Regions from separate parts of the Gossypium hirsutum genome. Here region 1 is linked to region 2. The links are chromatin contacts, called in public Hi-C maps. All regions are on one chromosome and are shown on one strand. The core of a region is the stretch at or near the end of the contact, and the rest is flanking DNA. Distances in the headings are between cores, read along the strand shown. Region 1 has its middle 16 kb from the start of LOC107952823. Region 2 holds the start of LOC107952821 (kanadaptin).

Evidence for each region. Hi-C and Micro-C count contacts between places; a contact is called where the count stands out from the background.
Region 1: a contact with region 2 is called in a Hi-C map of leaf, with 3 times the contacts expected there. The contact joins the enhancer-like site here to the promoter of LOC107952821 in region 2. A contact is called at or near these places in 14 of 34 Hi-C or Micro-C datasets (callus, hypocotyl, leaf and 2 more).

Annotation. Positions count from the first base shown.
Region 1 is chrA07:82,341,872-82,345,236 of Gossypium_hirsutum_v2.1, forward strand. It overlaps the pseudogene LOC121203735. Among protein-coding and RNA genes, the nearest start is that of LOC107952823, 16 kb to the left of the region's middle. Within about 2 kb of position 1,665, at least 6 of the 9 cell types and tissues checked have an H3K27ac peak or open chromatin away from gene starts, as enhancers often do. A contact at or near this core is called in leaf, where this site is marked.
Region 2 is chrA07:82,239,279-82,242,603 of Gossypium_hirsutum_v2.1, forward strand. It overlaps LOC107952821 (kanadaptin), which reads left to right and starts at 1,901. Exons shown (of 12, transcript XM_041116928.1): 1 at 1,901-2,461; 2 at 2,549-2,634. The coding sequence starts at 2,434.

The DNA of each region.
Region 1 (3,365 bases), core at 415-2,914, 100 kb after region 2:
GATGATTTGTCAAAGGGTTGGAGTTATTGCTCAACCTCTAATGAACTACTCAAAAGGAGAGGATTTTTCTGGACTAAGCAAGCACAAAAAGCCTTTGATAAGCAGGCTTAGGATCTTTCTTAGTCAAAAAGGTATGTCAATCTCTTATGTTATCAAGATCTTGTCAACCTAAAACCAGGCTTTCTCAGTATACAGAAAGGAAATGTTGGCAACCATAGCTGTTTTCGAAGAAAAGTATATCACCAGAGACCGAAATTTCTGTTTGACCAGAAAACTAATGCTGCAACTCAACAACTTATTGTGAAGGAACCTAGTGCTTTGTTGGATAAGCACGTTAAAAAGAGAAGTGATCAGTGAGTTATTGAACTACTCATGCAGTGGAACAATAGTTTCCTAAAGATGATATGTTAGAATGCCTATCTAACTTGCTCAACAGATTTTGAAAATTCCATCCTTGAGGGCAGGATGTTTTGAACAGGAATGTGTTAATGCAGGCTCTTTCTACAAATGGTCCTGAGTTGGCTTGTTTTAGAAGCCTCGCAATAAGTCTATTTGTCCATTAGGCGGAGTTAGTTGTTAAAATCCATTTTTTGGTTGTAGATGGCAGGTTCCCATTTAATTAAAAAGCAGAATATTGCAAATGTATTCAGTAAACTGGAACCAGAATACTCTTCCTCAATTTTGTTATTCGAGTTCTCTCTCTTTTCTTTATTCTACAACCTCTCCTTTATCTTGGTGGTTCGCTTGTTTCATTCATAACAGATAATCACACTGGACTGGACAATCAGACTATACAAACTTAACATAACAACTAATAATTATGTAATAGAAAAAAAGTTCCGTTTTTTGTACCTGTAAACTCAAATCGTCGCCACTGAAGTCTGATTTCCCCAAAAAAGAAACAGTAAATTCCACCAACTTCCTTGCCACGGCAACAATTATCGGCTCCAATTGTTCCACTGCTCAAACAAAAAAGAATATATTGATTGATCTAATCCTACATCATTTAAAAACTAAAACGAAACATGACATTATTCAGTTAAGAAACAAAATAAGTAAAAGTCGGTCATATAAAAAATCAATAAAAAAAAATCTAAGCATTGAATATAGAAAACCAAGAGAAACAAAAATAAAATACAATCAAGAGAAAATAATCGAAACAGAGGACTATAAGTTTTAGAGATTTTACAGTAAAAAAAAGTTACCTAATCAGTTAGAAGCTCAAAAAATTGCTAAAAACCTACATATTGATTCAAAACAAAAACTTTAAGTGATAAATAAATAAACAAACGAACCTGAGAGGGATCGAAAGACAGAGGTAATACAGGAACCCAGAGAAGCGAGGGAGAGAATCTGATTATCGGACCAAGACTTAAACAAGGGATGGGAACCGGGTTCGATCGGGTGGAGGCCGGTTTGAAGAATCAAGTATAACTGTTGGAGCCCTAGCTTGATCGACTCATCGGAACGAAGCTTAAGAAGAAGATCGAGCGATGAAGACGAGGACGAGAGCTTCTCCTCGGCGAGGAATTGACAGAGTCGCGTTAAGTGATCCGCCATTTCTTTTGAGAAAAAGAAAGAAAAGAGTAGAGAGAGGGAGAGACAGAGATAATCTGGTACCGATGGAGGGAGGGGTTTATTAGAGGAAGTAAAGAGATGGGAGAATAGAAGGGCTTTATTGAATGAAATGAAAACTATAAGGCGGTGGAGATATATTTTGCACTTGTTTTACACCTTTGTTGATTTTTTCCGGTTTGATTAGAAAGTGAAAGTCTACTTTTGCTTTTCCATCTTTTTTCTATTTTCTTTTCTTAAACCGGTGACGTTTTGGCGATCCTAAAAAGCTGGTGACTTCTCATGAATTTCATTTTAATCCTTTCGGTAAAATTATTAAGCTCTCCATGCTTGGATTCGAATTTTTTCTTTGTTTAAATTTGGTCATGCTTAGCATTATTTTCACCTTAAATTAGTTATTTTATATTTATATTTCATAATCTTTAATTGTATCTAAAATAAGTGAGTAAACTCAACTTACTGATAGTTAAAAATCATTTTATATGATTTTTTATTTACACAGTTTGTATTAATCAAAAACCCTTTTTTTCTTCTTTTTTAAAGTTTTTCTTTTATGAACTAAAATAAAAAATTTAATAAAAAATTTCGAATAATTAATGACCAAATTATAACTTTTTTAATTAAGGAACCAAAATAAAAACTTACTTAATAATTAATAATGTAATTTACCTAAAATTTTATTAAAATATTAATTTTGCACATTTAACTTCACACTTATTTATTAAAAAAAAGCTCTATACATTATTAAAATTTTGATGTCAACATAATAATTTACAATGTTTTGTTAATATAAGAGAACACGAATTTAAGAGGGGCTATAATCTGATTGACACGTAAATAAATATATTATCTAAACTAAAATTTTCATCTAAAATACATAAATAACTTAGCGAAGAAGTTTATAGTGCATAAGTGACCTGTGTCATTAATCGACACGTGGGCATTTTATAATATTTAAAATGAATATTAAGATCCACTGTTAATCATAATAAATAATATTTTTATCTATTTTTTTAATCTATTTAATTTTAAAGTAAATTATTTTAGATTTTCTTTTATAAATGGATGTTCTGTTTTAGTGATTCTTTTTAACAGTTTGTAGGTTTTAAATATGAGTACATCATTTTCGGATTGAAATTTATTTATATTTCTATTTTTATTATTTTTTAAATTTATTTGTAGAGTTTAAAAAGATTTTATAATAGTATATTAGATAATTTTGTTAGAAAATTATTACTTTAAAACAAAAATATTAATACTGACAAGTCTAAATAATAATGAAAAAATAAATAAATGAATATTGTATCATGGAGAATCACTATTTTAAATGTGATTTCGCCTTGATCGATGTAATTGGAAATAAATGCCGCCCCTCAAGATTAATAGAGTGCTTCCAAATTCATACACCCCAAAGAGGGAGTTGGAACTTAATTGGTATTACTTCTTTTTAAATTTATGGGAAATAAGATCAACTTAAGTTTAAAGGTGATCAAAAAAATTGACTAAAAAAACCACATTAGAATCAATTCTTAAGAATGTTTAGAGGGATTACAAATAATCCCGTTTAAAACTCAAATTTCTAGACAAAACTTTCGCTAATGTAATTTTAATAAAATAACATAACTTTTAAAATGATAGAAGTTATAATTTTTGTTGTCTACTATTTTATTTTGTTTTTTTTTCGATACAATATTAAAAATAAAAGATAGGGCTAACACAATTGCCATTCAAATCACCGGTGGAAAACGTTATACCATTTTAGTTCTTTCATATGATTTTCTGTTACATCT
Region 2 (3,325 bases), core at 651-3,150:
AAATTATTATAAAATATTATTAATAATTATACTAAGAATGTTATTAAATTATATATTATTTTATTAAATTATATTTAATAATAATTATGTTAAAATATGATTAAATTATTTATTTTTATTTTTATTAAAATTTAATAACAATAATCATTTACCTACAAAAATTCTGTTAAGGGTACTTTGGTCATTTAAGCCTTTTTCCTTATACTATTACAACATCTATTCCATTCAACCAAACACAAGAATTCTATTACAGCTCTATTCCATTCCATTCAACTAAACAGTTGAATTACTGATTACAGCTCTATTCCATTACAGCTCTATTAAATTACAACCCTATTCTATTACAGTGAACCAAACGTATCTTAGGGTTTAAGAGGAAGTAAAAGTTTGGGAGATTTGGGGAAAGTAAAATTTGTTAGGGGAAAGTAAAAGTTTTGAAGGAAAAATAAAGGGAAAAAGTTCTTGGGATTTGAAGGGAAGTAAATTTTTTTTTGAGGAAACTAAAAGGGTTTGCGGGGGGACTTGATTCGAACTCAAAAATAATAAAAATTTAAATTGATTCGATTAACTCGATTAATTTGATTTGAATAGTTCGAAATTTAATTTTTTTTTAAATTTTTTCGAGTTGAATCAAAATTTACTCACCCCTAATTGAATATGTAAAATGAGATAAATATAATTAATATAGATTTATATAATGTGTTTGAGATTGAACTTAATGATTATAATTTCAACTAATGAAATTAAAAAGTTTATACTAATCAATTGAGTCTCAACTCGATTGATATTGACATTGTTACTAGTGTAGGAGGACATGAGTCCGAGTGTGTTGAAGCGCATTATCTTCCTATTTAAGGGTTAGGATGGGAGGGGCTATAAATAATTTTAAGCATTGTATCAAAATAAAATATTATAAGAAACTATAATTTTCGTCACAAAAACAAAACACATTTTATTGTTGAACAAATAGTTGCAGTCCTATCTAAAATAGTTGCATAAAACATATATACTGAACTCATGTATTTATTTAATATTTGCATATATACATTTGGTAGCAAGTTTCTAATCATATATGCAAGTCTATTTTTATGTTTAATTATTGTTTTCCATTATTTCAATAATATTATATACTATTTTATATTTTTATTTTTAATAATTGAAGGAGGGAATAGATATATCTCAACATATTATTCTTATCAAAAGGTAAATTTATATTTTGTAATTTTTATTTTTGCATAATAAATATATATTTCAATATTATGCAAATTTTAATAAAAACTACTTTCTTTTCAATAAAATTAATTAACTATTTTAAAAATATATATCAATAAATAATTTCTCAATTATATTTTCCAATAAATGAGAATACCAATTTCTTACCCACGAAATTTCTCCATGCGTTACACAAGTAAACAATTAGTATAATTATATTATCGAAATCAACTCTCATTTAATTAAAATAATTATTTTACACGTAATTATAAATTCTTCCCTATAAAATTAAAATAATTTAATCTCTATCAATTTTGGAGGTGAGTAATTAAAAATAAGTAATCACTATATTAATATTTTCTATTAATTATACATAATTTTAGTTGATATAATAATAAACTTAATTCATAAAATTTATACATATTATTAATTTAGTTTTATTTTAACAAATTTATCTTACAATAATTAAGGTTAAAATGACAAAATATATAAATATTAAAATTTAAATTTATTTTTATATTAATTAAAATTATGTATAATTAATAAAATATATTAATATTATAATTAATTATTTTTAATTTCTCACTTTTCAACTATAATTAAAATGCGCCAATTTTTGTAGGGGACCAAAAGGACTAGAGGGGTCTTGTTACAAAAAAACAATATCCAGGTCCACCGAAACCGACCCGGTCAGTTATCGTCCTTAATCCTTTGACCCGTAACCCATTTTTAGATCCGCTTAACGTTGCTTGTTGTGCCGCGTCAAGCTTCAAAATTCTGCAACACCTCCCTCCCTCCCTCCCTCCCTCTCTCTCTCTCTCTCTGCAACCATGACTGCCACGATGGGTCCACCGCCTCCCAGGAACCCTAAACCCTCGACCGAACAGGAGTCGATAGCCCAAGAACAATCCGAACCCATAACAGCCAAAACCACGATGGGTCCTCCGCCACCTCTTCCCATAAACCCTAACCCCTCGACCGAACCCGAGTCGATAGCCCAAGAGGAATCCGAACCCATAACAGCCAAAACCACGATGGGTCCTCCGCCACCTCTTCCCATAAACCCTAACCTGCAAAATCCCCTAGACGAAGAAAAACCATCAAAGTCAGAACCAAATTCAACTGAAAAGCCCTTAAATCCAAAGCAATCTTCTGTGCCTTACACAATCCCTCCGTGGAGTGGACCTCCTTGTCACCATTTCTTCCTCGAGGTGCTTAAAGATGGCTGCATCCTCGACCGATTTAAAGTGTAATTGTTTTTACCCTTTTAAGGCTTCTTTTCTTTTTGTTTTTCTTTTTTGGGAATGTTGACAAATTGTGAAATTTGTTTGTATAGGTTTGAGAAGGGAGCTTATATGTTTGGGCGTATTGATCTATGTGATTTTGTGCTTGAGCATCCCACTATTTCGCGGTTTCATGCTGGTAAATCTCTTTTATTTGACAATGTAAACATTTAGTGTCCATGAAGCGAGGAATTCAAATAGCTTAAATTTGGTTGGTGAAGTCGGAAATGTTTGCAGAATAAAATGACTACGAGAGGTTATTTTGTTTGGATTCTAAATGAAGTAGATTCAATTAGCTAGTAAGAAGTTTTATTGTTGTAAACGGAAAATGAGTAGATACCCAAGAAAAGAAGCGAAGGGTTTTCGTTATTAGATTAATTCTCTTTGTTTTGATTATATCATTTAGGTTATGGTTATGTGGAATAACATATTTCAAATTCATTATGGAGGCTATCAACTTTTTCAAAATTTAATATTTTTCATTGGCCAAGAAAGATGTTATCTTGCAGTTTCTCTGAGTTGTTGAAGTCTTCTGGCTGCTGTTTGTAGTTTCTACTTTGTAATAAAACCGTATTCAATTGACTCACATGAATAGCATCTCTGGGTTGTTAATTTGTTATATTCTTGTGAAATGATTAATCCTAATTCTCCGAAATGGCTAACTCTATACCCTCTAGAAGCTTTCTTTGTAATGGGGGCTATGATTGGAGCATTTTCTAATTTCCAATTTACACGTTTGTACAAGAACTGCTCATGACCACCCCACCTGTGACTTATTCTTATAAATCCTTTTTCTCTTCTTTATCCTTGTAATGCTAGCTGTTTCTCTT